Regions from separate parts of the Macaca mulatta genome. Here region 2 is linked to region 1. A link is a contact called in public Hi-C data. All regions are on one chromosome and are shown on one strand. The core of a region is the stretch at or near the end of the contact, and the rest is flanking DNA. Distances in the headings are between cores, read along the strand shown.

The links. Hi-C and Micro-C count contacts between places; a contact is called where the count stands out from the background.
Region 2: a Hi-C map of CD4 T cells shows a contact between it and region 1, with 4 times the contacts expected there. The contact joins the enhancer-like site here to the promoter of FBXO34 in region 1. A contact is called at or near these places in 4 of 14 Hi-C or Micro-C datasets (CD4 T cells, cortical neurons, fibroblasts and 1 more).

What each region holds. Positions count from the first base shown.
Region 1 is chr7:128,399,382-128,405,661 of T2T-MMU8v2.0, forward strand. It overlaps FBXO34 (F-box protein 34), which reads left to right and starts at 1,873. Exons shown (of 2, transcript NM_001266246.1): 1 at 1,873-1,953.
Region 2 is chr7:128,473,210-128,478,654 of T2T-MMU8v2.0, forward strand. The region is part of intron 1 of FBXO34 (F-box protein 34); the gene reads left to right. Among named protein-coding and RNA genes, the nearest start is that of ATG14, 69 kb to the right of the region's middle. Within about 2 kb of position 3,587, at least 5 of the 40 cell types and tissues checked have an H3K27ac peak or open chromatin away from gene starts, as enhancers often do. A contact at or near this core is called in CD4 T cells, where this site is marked.

The sequences.
Region 1 (6,280 bases), core at 623-3,122:
AATGATAATGATATATTGAGCTAATATTGATCATATATTAAATCAGACATACAGTTTGATGCCAAGGTATACCATATAACACCCCTCCTTAATTTTTTTTTTCTTTTTGAGATGTGAGCCACCGTGCCTGGCCTTCCCCTCTCCAATTTTTATTAAAAATATGTGTATAGATAAAGGTCTAGATGGAGATATTAAGTGGTTATTTCTTGGTGGTGAGATTATGGGAAATATTTATATTTATTTTGCTTTTATGTTTTAATATTTAAGATTTTACACATATATTTTACAAGAGTAGTTTTATAATTGGACAAAAGCACTTTTGTTAAGGACTGGCTAAAATCAAAGTTGCTGGTTTAAGTGTAACTTGGTACAACTTTTAAAAAATAATTTGGCAGTTTGTATTAGTAACTGTGAAAGTGTTGATAGTCTTTTTCACCTAGTAATTTCACTTTTGGGTGTCTTTAAAAATCTACATTCATGAAGATGTTCTATGATTTCTTTATAATGGCAAAAAGTGAAGGAAACAATTTATGTCCAAAACTAGAGAATTAATGCAGTAAATTTTATGTCCACTTAATGTATTTTTATGCAGCTGTTAAACTGGTTATGAAGCTTATGTAGAAATATGAGAAATGCTTATAAAAGTGAAAAGAGGATGCAATATCGCATACAACTACTATTACACAGTGTAGTAAAATATATGTGATGGGGCAAAAGGTCTAAAAGAAAATACATTGTCCTCATGTTTTTCAATGTGGTTAATATTACTTTCACAATGAAAACAATAATAAGTTTAAAGGTTGGGGATCAAAAGTTCCTCACTGACCCTCTGATTTGAATGTAAAGTATTAAAAATTTATGTCCATCATTGGCCGGGCGCGGTGGCTCAAGCCTGTAATCCCAGCACTTTGGGAGGCCGAGACGGGTGGATCACGAGGTCAGCAGATCGAGACCATCCTGGCTAACACGGTGAAACCCCGTCTCTACTAAAAAGCAGATCGAGACCATCCTGGCTAACACGGTGAAACCCCGTCTCTACTAAAAAATACAAAAAAAAAAAAAAAAAAAAAAAAAAACTAGCCAGGCGAAGTGGCGGGCGCCTGTAGTCCCAGCTACTCGGGAGGCTGAGACAGGAGAATGGCTAAACCCGGGAGGCGGAGCTTGCAGTAAGCTGAGATCCGGCCACTGCACTCCAGCCTGGGTGACAGAGCGAGACTCCGTCTCAAAAAAAAAAAAAAAAAAAAAAATTTATGTCCATCATTAACCAGTCCTTAAGCTTCTACAGACTTTAACAGTTTGGTGTCAACCTCAACGTTTATCTACTTTCTGACAGGTATCCCTGCCATGATTTGCATGGGAAAGAGAGTCAGAAGGGACCCTTCCAATTTCGTCATTTCACAAATTGAAACTTGAACCCCAGCCTTCCAAGCTAGCAGCAGAACCAAGATGGGGATCCAGGTCTACTAGGTTATCTAATAGTATCTGAGACCATTTATAGCTTCAGGTCTACCCACGAATATTCATAAACTTGACATGTCTGCTGACTGAACCCTGGCATCACTACCCTTCTGGCTGGCCTGGGGGGTTTGATTCCCCACAGTAGTGCTCAAACTTATTTTCTACCACTTGGGGGCCGCAGACGCGTCATCCAGGAGGTCTCCCTTTTCACTTTCCCCCTTCCCGCCCCCAGTGGCCGGCAGGGGGCGCCGTGACACCCTGGTTCCGTGGCCCCTCCCCCGGCCAACCGTCGATTGGGCCGGCGCGTGACGTCACTCCGTTTTAGCCAAACAAATGGGTTTCGGGGCGAGCGTTGGGCGCCGCCGCGCCGTGCTGGGTGCTCGGTCCGCCTCAGCGGTGGGGAGCGAGCCAGGCCTCCCGCCACCGCTGCCGCCGCCGCCACTGCATCGGGCTGGTGCAGCCCCGGTCCAGGCCGTGGCCGGGGCAGGAGCGCAGGTGAGTCCGGGCCGGGGTGGGGCGTGGCGCAAGGGCCGCGCGGCTGGGGTTCGGCGGCGGCCACCGTGGCCGCTCCCCGCCCCCTCCCGCCGCCTGCCTGCGCTCCCGGGGCGCCGGGCGGGTGGGGGCGGGGGCGCCGCCCGCGGGTCCGGGGCAGGGACCCGGCTGCCTGCGCCTCCTCCGGGGCGGCCCTCCCCGCGCGCACGCACGGCCCGGGCGCTGAGCGCCCCCGCGGGCCACGGAGGGTCGGGCGGGTAGGGAGCGGGGTCCCGGGTCCCGGCTGAAGCCGAGGAGATCACAGATAGGCCGTGAGCGGGTACCGGACCGGCGCTCCCACCTACGGGACCCCGGGCGGTGAGGAAGTCAGCCTTTGGACTTGGGTCGCCTCGCCCCTGTCGCGCTCGGCCACTCTGCCCTTCCCTGCCCCAGCACAGGTGAGCTGGCGCTTGTCCTTAACCTTCCTCGGCGACGAGGCGGGACGGAGGCTCGGACGCCTCCCCAGCCTCTGGGCTGGCGCAAGCCGACTGCGATTCGTCCCCAGTCCGCGGTGAAGTCATAGAGCTGTGGGTCCGCATGTCTGTGACGTCAGTAGATGGGTCCTGGGATGTCACCGCAGGCCCGGGCGGGGACCTGGGCTCGCGGAAGGGCCGGGGGGACCCGCAGGGGAGAAAAAGGAAGTTGTGTTCCACGAACGCCTGGAATCGCAGTGAATTTGAATCGAAAGTTGTTCGATATCAGCATTTTGCAGTTTTAATGTAATAGTTGTCAATTTCTTTAACTTCTTGTCCAGCAAGCGTTTCGAGTACAGCTTAGTATAAGACATTTGATTTAGAAAAATTTAAGTCAAGGTAGGAGATTTTTTGGAGGGTGTAATGTAAAAAGCCTTTTAGGAAGCTAAATTCATAGTTTGATGGTTTGTGATCAGAATTACTGAAAAAAAGAGAACCACTTCTAGTGCTGATAAATCAGTTTGCTTTACTTTTGTTTTTTTTTTTTTTAAACTGGACATCTATCTGCTTGTTAGCATTTTTTGTTAGCAAATGGCTAGGAGGAGGGAGAGTGGATCTTACATGATTTTTTTCTTTTTTTTCTGTTGTAAAGGGAGGGAGGAGTTTGAATTAATCCAACATTTGTCTTAAATAATAATTACCTGAGGAATTAATTTATCCAGGTTGTCCCTATCCTACCCTGTGCTACCATGCTACCACCCCTTGCTACCATGGTTTAGAAGTCAGCAACAAACCTTTTTCTTGCTTTCTTACTAAGACCCGGCTGTAACTTAATATAATAACATATTCCAGGACCGCTTGTCTGGATAGTTAACTAACATTTTGTCTTTAGTGCTTTTAAATATGAAATTACAGAATTAAAAAAAATGATTTGTCAATGAATGCTGTTTTTCTTCCAAAGCTTTCAAAAGAGATCTAAACTGGAAGAGAAGCTAGTCACTTGTCGTAGTAACTGACCCTCTTCAGGTATTCCAGCATATCAGTACTTTTCATTTCCTCCTCTTTGTAGAATAATGTAAATGGAATCTAGTTCAAAAGGTAGATGGCTTAAAATTGAAGCATAGGTACAATTGGTGTCTTTAGCAGGAAGCTTGAGTAGAAGTCCTTAGTCCTTCCTCACTGACCTTGACTTGTAATGGTAGGGTTTTTTTTTTTTTCTCTCTCTCTCTCTCTCAATACTTCCTGCTCCCCATTTGTCTTTTAAAGGTGATTGATAACATATTGTCTCTCTGGGTTTTACATCAACATGCAGGTGGAAGTTATGCCCATTTTCAGGCAGGAAATAAAAGCAAAAATTCACCCCTGTTAGGTACTGTTGGATTTGACTGGAAGTTCACAAAACAAGGCTTTTCTGTACATCTTATTTTGATCCTCACCACAACCTTGGGAATTTGACAGCATTGTGTGCACTACTGAAAGTTGTTCTGTTTTTTTCTTCCTTCTTTTAAGAAATTAGGAATTTTATGCTGACAGTGTTGAGTGAAGTCCCTAAAGATACAATTCTGTGTACAAATTATTTTTTGTATATACAAACTTTGTATACAAAATTTTGTATAAAAGATACAAATTTGAGCCTTTGGATAACCAGAGACTTGAGAGGCACCTGAATTAATATGAAACTGCTGATATTGAGAGTTAGTCAACCTTCTCTTGAAGATGAAAGAGTCTTGGCAAGATACTATGTAATGCAACTGAAGGGGGTCCAAAATGGAACTTGCATGTGTTTTTCCCAAGTGGTAGCCATTCTGGGGCCGGCTACATGGCTCTCTGTAAGTTAGGTGTACTCGTTTGTTTGTTTGTTTTTTTGAAACGGAGTCTTGCTCTGTCGCCCAGGCTGGAGTGCAGTGGCACGATCTCGGCTCACTGCAACCTCTGCCTCCCGGGTTCAGGCGATTCTCCTGGCTCAGCCTCCCGAGTAGCTGGGACTATAGGCGCGTGCCACCATTTCCAGCTAATTTTTGTATTTAGTTTTACTGTGTTGGCCAGGCTGGTTGTGAACTCCTGACCTCATGATCCGCACACCTCAGCCTCCCAAAGTGCTGGGATTACAGGTGTGAGCCACTGTTCCCGGCCAGGTGTACTAGTATTAATGGGAAAGGATGAAAGTCAGACTAAACCAGAAAGACCTACAGCTGATAAGGAGACACCTGCTCTTTGGCAGTGCTTTTTTCCCCTCTGTTTTGCTTAGCAATTGCGAAGTTTTACTTTTTCCTCATGGAAAATGAGTTAATAGGTGAAGAATACATGTCGTAGGGCATACTGATGTGACTGAGGAACAATGACAGATATTTAAAAAGTCAGCTAGTGAGTGTTGTTGTGCAGTTATCTAACAAGCCATAACTCGTGTGAAACATTTTTACAGTCTGTTTCTATTTTTGGCAGGATATTTTTCACCCGTGCTTTCCAGTTTTGGGTCTGGGAAGCAGCTTTTACTTCATATAGATGGTTTTATGGAAATTAATTTTGAGATTGGTTTATTATTTTAAGTCATCCACTTATGTAATTTGAAGGCACTAAATTAAACAGTCATTTGTTATGTGGCATCTTTCTGATGGATAAAAGCAAGTGTCAAGAATGAGAGTACTGTATTGTAGAAATTCCTCAGGATATGTTTATTGGATCAATTATTTTATTAACATTTAGGATTTAAATTCTTACAAAATTTTTACTTTATTTTTTAAACTTAATTTATGTTTAGCTTAATTTGACAGTTTTTATATTCTAGTAAATTTTAATCTTGTTTTAGTATTTGTTTGGGAGAGAACGTACTTATCTTTAGAGACATCATTTAGTTTTATCATCCAAAATTTGCAGCTGTTTAGAACCAGATACTTGAGGGAAGCTACTATGGTATGATGAATGCCTTCCTTGTTAGGTCATGTGTGACAAAGGCAAAATTCAGCAAGTGCATAATCTGCAGTCCTTTGGAAGCAACAAAAACAAAAAAGAGCAGATTAACTTGAAATGCATTTAGGTCATCTGGAAATTGAATTCCTGTCAGTTCTTATCTTTGCATAATTTATCTTCTCCCCTTTAGTTAATGCTTATGGTATTTTGAAGCTGATGACATACTGTATTTTCCAGGAGAGCATTAATACAGTGTAGTTGTTTCTTAGTGTTGGTTAAAAGAACTTATCAACCTTTCATTCCAACCTCCATCTTCTAGTTAATGCTCCACAGAAGAGGCTCTCATTAGTCCCTTTAAAAATATTCAGCTTCAGAAACCTAACATGTACATTTCCTACCCTCCATATAGTATAGTTGTAAATATGAAACTAAGTGCTATGTAAGTGTGGTTATTGCATTTTTAGGTATGGATTTCATTCATCCAGCAAACATTTTTTTGAGGATTTCTGTGCCGCATACTCAGGATCTGTGACACGGGGATGAAATGTCCTTGCTGCAAGGACCCTTAAAACAAATTAACATTGCCCTGGTGGGTCTTGGGTGTGAGAGGCTAGAGTTGGGTCAAGAGGATAAACTATTGGCTGGGCGCGGTGGCTGACACCTGTAATCCCAGCACTTTGGGAGACCGAGGCGGGCGGATCATGAGGTCAGGAGATCGAGAGCATCCTGGCTAACATGGTGAAACCCCATCTCTACTAAAAAAAAAAAATACAAAAAATTAGTCAGGCATGGTGGCGGGTGCCTGTAGTCCTAGCTACTTGGGAGGCTGAGGCAGGAGAATGGTGTGAACCCGGGAGTTGGAGCTTACAGTGAGCCGAGATCGCGCCACTGCATTCCAGCCTGGGTGACTGAGCGAGACTCTGTCTCAGGAAAAAAAAAAAAAAAAAAGGATAAACTATTTATGTTATGCT
Region 2 (5,445 bases), core at 2,337-4,836, 76 kb after region 1:
TGTGTTAATGGGCCAGCCTGTGCCCAGGTGGCATGTGTTAGGTACTTGGCCTAAGATCATTGTCCAGCCAGGGATTTGTGTGTATGGTGGCAGACATGTGCAGTGTCAGGTTGCATTTATACTCTAGAATTAGTAGCTGTACTCTTATTTTTCATATCAAATGTTATTTGACACATAATGGATTTTTGAACTGGATTCCAGGTTAGCCTTGGAATCTTGAATATTATCCCTTAAGAGAGAGAGCCTTTTGTTTGAGTTACATTTTGGTCAAATAGGGCATATGTTAAAGCTCTCATCAACTCTTTGAAAGTACTGCGTATGCAAGTGATGTCAGAAATTGCTATTGCCTTAAAAATATTTTTTAAAAATTTATGTTTACATAAAAATGTATGTTAAAGAAAAAAACTAATGATACTTGTTAAAGGTGGGCAAAGAAGACTATTCAGGACCGTGGCGATAAGTATATAGGGACCACTGCAACGGGATCTTGCAGCAAAGGAAAGAGTTTGGGCTCAACTCCAAATACATCATGGGCAATGAACAGGGTAGGGGTCAGTCGAAGGTAAACTACTAAGAGGAAGCATTTGGAGTAAGGGGGATTCTGGCTAAACCCATCTAACAGGATTCTTGCTGAAGACAAGCCAGGGTGATCAGACATCACCTGGGAGATGGTAGAAAATGAAGAACTTGATCAGATATTGAAGATGGGAGGGGGTCTTTTGCTAAAACTGGATTTTGTAAGGAACTGCACAGATGGGCCTAGAAGAAAGTTCGGAATCCTTACTAAAGTTGGCCAAGCAAAGTATCTTTGTCATATGGAAGAATGATTGGTTTCAAAGTAAAAGCAAGCGTCAGCCCACTCAAGGAAGTAGTGGTTTGCTATGCAAAGGGATAGGAGTTTTATTTTCCTTCATTTTCTGTAAAAAAAAAATTAGAATAGGTAAAATATGCAAGAGAGTTGTTAACAGGAACTCTGAATATCTGAAAAATCCTTGGAAATTAAATTTTCCTGGTAATGCTCAATGTACTTTTCAAAATGTATTAATTTTTTGGACTTTAACTTTTTACTAGGTTTCATCTGCATTTTGGTGTTCATTCTAGTGGCATTTACCAGTGGTAGGCTTTTCATTTGCCTGTGTAGCAGTAAATGTGATATGCTGGAGTTTTGTGGGTGTTTGGCATTATGTCACAGGAGCAATAGGAAATGACTACAGATTAACTTAGACATGGTTAAGTTTAACAAAATGAATACTTCATTTTGTCTCTATCCTGAACTGTTATTTAATAATTCACAACAGCCTAAGCAGAAGTTCTTTTCCTCCAGGCCCTTCTCTTCCCTCCCTGCTCCAACAAAAGCAGGCTGGGGACCTGTGTTAATTTGCATAATATTACTAATTCACTATTTTGTAATACTGTCCAACAGTATTAGGTGTTGCGTTGATTGTGAACACAATAGAAAAGCAAAGGATAGTGGCTGTTGTTCCCAACTTGTCAATATTCCTTTTTAATATGTTTTGGATACTTGGTTGTCCCATTAAGCTTATCTACTCTACTTTCTGGAAGTTAGCTTCATTTGGTCAATATTATAGATAACTTTGAAGCAGGTAGGTGCTGTATTTAAATACCATTGTGAATTCTAAGATGGAAACCGTGAGCGATGAGCTTTTGAAAACCATACATGTGTTTCCAAAGGCCATTCTCTTTATTACTTAGTATCCATTAACAGACAATAAAGGATTTTTCTGTCGTGCACCACTAACCCTAACCACCCAATCCTCGTAAGGCAAATTTAGAAGTTCCTTGAGTTGGTTTTAGAGAATATTCCCTAAAAAGAAAAGGAGTGGATTGCCTCCCCAAAAAAGCCATCCCCCAATATTTTGAAAGTTAATTTGAGAAATACTGCATTTTCTGACTTACAGGGTTTTTTTCCCCCTTTTTTTCTTTTTTAAAACAGGCATGCTGTGGGAGTTGGATGCATTCTTTCTGTCAGTGCTTAGAGACATATGGAGGGGGACGTCTTTTCTTGTGCCTCTGCCTATATTCACACCCTCCTGCTCTTGGCATTTTTTCCAATTTAATAGCCATCAAAACAGCCTTTGTATGCTTTTATATTAGTATGGTTTATGTGATCTGTCTGCCTTAATGCATCACAGCTCTGTGTAGTAGTTTTATGTGGCACTTATGAAAAACTGACCTAATTTGAAAGATAAAAGTTCTTGGAATAGATGCTGTCAGAATTATTTAATTTTATTTGTGTCATAATTTATCATAGGTTTTTGATGTATCGTCCTTCATAGTGGGGAAAATATAGATCCAGGAGACTGTATTTCCTATCTAATTCTAATCTTAATTTTACCACTGCCTAGCTGTGGGACTTCAGAAGTCACTTTATTTGTGCTTCCTCATTTTTGAAAACAAGGATTTCATTATATATATCTGCAGCACTTTGCCGAGTTGCTAATTATTTGTACAATGGTCCAGTGAAGAAGGCTGTCATAAGATGGTCTCTGGAAGCTTCTACAGTTTTTAAGAAACAAATGATGAATTTCCTTACTGTATACTTTTTTCCTCTCTAAAGGTATTAGATAATGAGAAGGGGCCTTTGTATACTACTCTATTTTTATTCCTCCAATTTTTTTTTTTTTTGGTCCCACGAGACGGAATCTTGCTCTGTCACCCAGAGCCAGTGTACAGTGATGTGGTCTCAGCTCACTGCAACCTCCGCCTCCCGCATTCAGGCAATTCTCCTGCCTTAGCCTCCTGAGTAGCTGGAATTACAGGCGCCCACCACCACACCCGGCTAATTTTTGTATTTTTAGTAGAGATGGGGTTTCATCATGTTGGCCAGGCTGGTCTCGAACTCCTGACCTCGTGATCCGCCCGCCTCCACCTCCCAAAGTGCTGGTATTACTAGCATGAGCCACTGCCCCCAGCCATTATTCCTCCGATTTTTATAAATAAAGAGTGGCTGTTATGCTAATAAGTGACTCCTTTTTGGAATTAGCATTCCTGTGCCTTTACTGAACCAGAAAGACACATGAACTGCCTTATCTTCTAACTTGTTTTGATAAGCAAGGCTGAAGACTAACAAGTTAGAAAACCGGCATCTGCCTTTGATATTATGGCTTCCTATTAGCAGTAAGAGAAATCTCGTCCTTTCCCCTATTCTGACCACATATTGTCATTCGATTTGTCATCAGGTTTACCCCTCTGTGGACAAGAGTTAGTATGACTCTTGAAGTGTTGGGATTTATCCAACTACATTTTTTTAAAAGGAAAGTTTAGTTGTCTTTTATGGCTTCATTTTGGGGAGTGTATACTCTATTTAGGTGAGAGTTTTCTTTTTTAAGCTGAACTTAGAGTCTAAAAGGAATAGTGGAATTATTGAATACAGGATTTGGGCCTTTACTGGAATAAAGTTGCTCAAATTATACCTGGTTCACTGTTATATCTCCCTGTAGACCTGGAAAGGATTTAAGGTGACAGGTATGTTGAGACTGTCCTTCATAACCAAGCTTAGTGAGAGAGTCGCTGTCGTTGGTGCTCACCCTCTCAGCTTCTAGTCACCCCTCCACCATGAACTTTTGACTTCTTGTGGTTTTTTTTTTTCTTTCTTTTTTTTTTTTTTAACTTAAAGTTCTGGGTTACCTGTGCAGAATGTGCAGGTTTGTTACATAGGTATACATGTGCCGTGGTGGTTTGCTGCATCTGTCAACCTGTCATTTAGGTTTTAAGCCCCGCATGCATTAGGTATTTGTCCTAATGCTCTCCCTCCCCTTGTTTTTACCCAGCCCTTCGATAAGATGCTTCAGTATGGACTGTCTGCTTGATTTTTTGTTGGGCAGTTCCACCTTAACCCCTGTTAGTAGCCCAGCACCTAAGTTCACATCTAGAATCCCACTTTTACATTAGATCTAACACGTGACCTCTAAAGTCCCTTTCAATTTCAACCTAACATTAAAAACAGATTCTGGGCCCAGTCTGAGAAATTGTGATTTAATGGGCCTAGGGGATCTTAATTTCTTTTAAGGGCCTTTCTGAGAATCTAGGGAACATTGATGTGTAGGTGCTATAAACCTGCATTTTATTTTATTGCAAGAGAGCAGGACTTTATTATAGCAATAGTTTAAAATACAATTGTGATGAAGAGGTAGGCAACCATGGAAACGTAGCTGGAGCTTTACCCCACCCATGCCTGTCTTTGTGTGTGGGGGTGACTTGGGGGTGGGAAAGTGCCACCATCTGTTGTAATGTGTTAGAGATTTAAAGTTTTTGCTTTATGGATTTTTGCAGCAGATGCCCTTTGCTTCCTGCATTATATCCTCTCAGGCCATCACTGGTTTCAAACAAAACTTAGATTTTTGTAGTTTCTCTACATCTTGCCAACAGCTTTCTATTTTCTGCCTCAGGGCTTTCAAACCCAGCACATAAGGGGGAAAGGCTAACCTCAGGCAACCTTCAACCAGTGAGGGATTGGAGCTGGTGCCTAAATGTCCTGCTTCTTTCAGGGGTCTCACAGGATCACCGCACTTCCCAGCAGTCACCTTGTGTGTCCTTATTGGCTATTTTCCTTCCCTCACATCTGTTCCCTGGGATCATCTCCTATTTTAATCTCGCTGAAATCTTGTACACATAGTGTTAGTTGAGCTGACTTTAAAGCTCGAATGCAAATAAAAGCCTTCTGTAATTACATTAGTTTCTTTTTAATGTCCCTGTCTGTCAATAATAGCACCTAAAATAATACATGGGGGAAGAAGTCGAAGAGAACATATTGTGCAATCCAAAATGGCACACATACTGCTAAAGTTTAAATTAAATTTGTTCATAGATACTGTGTAATGAGATCATTATGTGAGAATTTATTGGGTTTTTTGACACTTCCATTTCATTTCATTTAGGAATGGGGTTGAACGGATATGAAAACCCAGAAAATAGTTGGCACAGAGAGATAGCACTAGGTGTGCCTCTTTTATTCATTTATATGTCATCTGTTCTTGAATTCTGGGTGGCTGTATTTGTAAGACTATACAGTATAATAATAGAAAGCTATTAAAACTGTCACAGTGCAGAAAGGGGGAAGATCTCTACAGATGATTAGACTATAAATTGCCAAAGATCAGAAAGACCTTGATAATATCTATTTCAAAGGTTTTGTTTGGTTGTTTAGTTGGGTTTGTTTTTTTGTTGTTTTTGGAGACAGGGTCTTGCTGTATTGCCCAGGCTAGAGTATAGTGGCGTGATCATAGCTTACTGTAACCTTAAACTCCTGGGCTCAAGCGATCCTTCTGCCTCAGCCACCCTATTCGCTAAGACTACAGGCACGTGCCATCACACCTGGCTAATTAAAAACATTTTTTTCTTTAGATATGAGGTCTTGCCATGTTGTCCAGGCTTTCCTAGTTGAAGCGTACATCTTGGACAGCTCAGTATATTCATCCTTGTTTG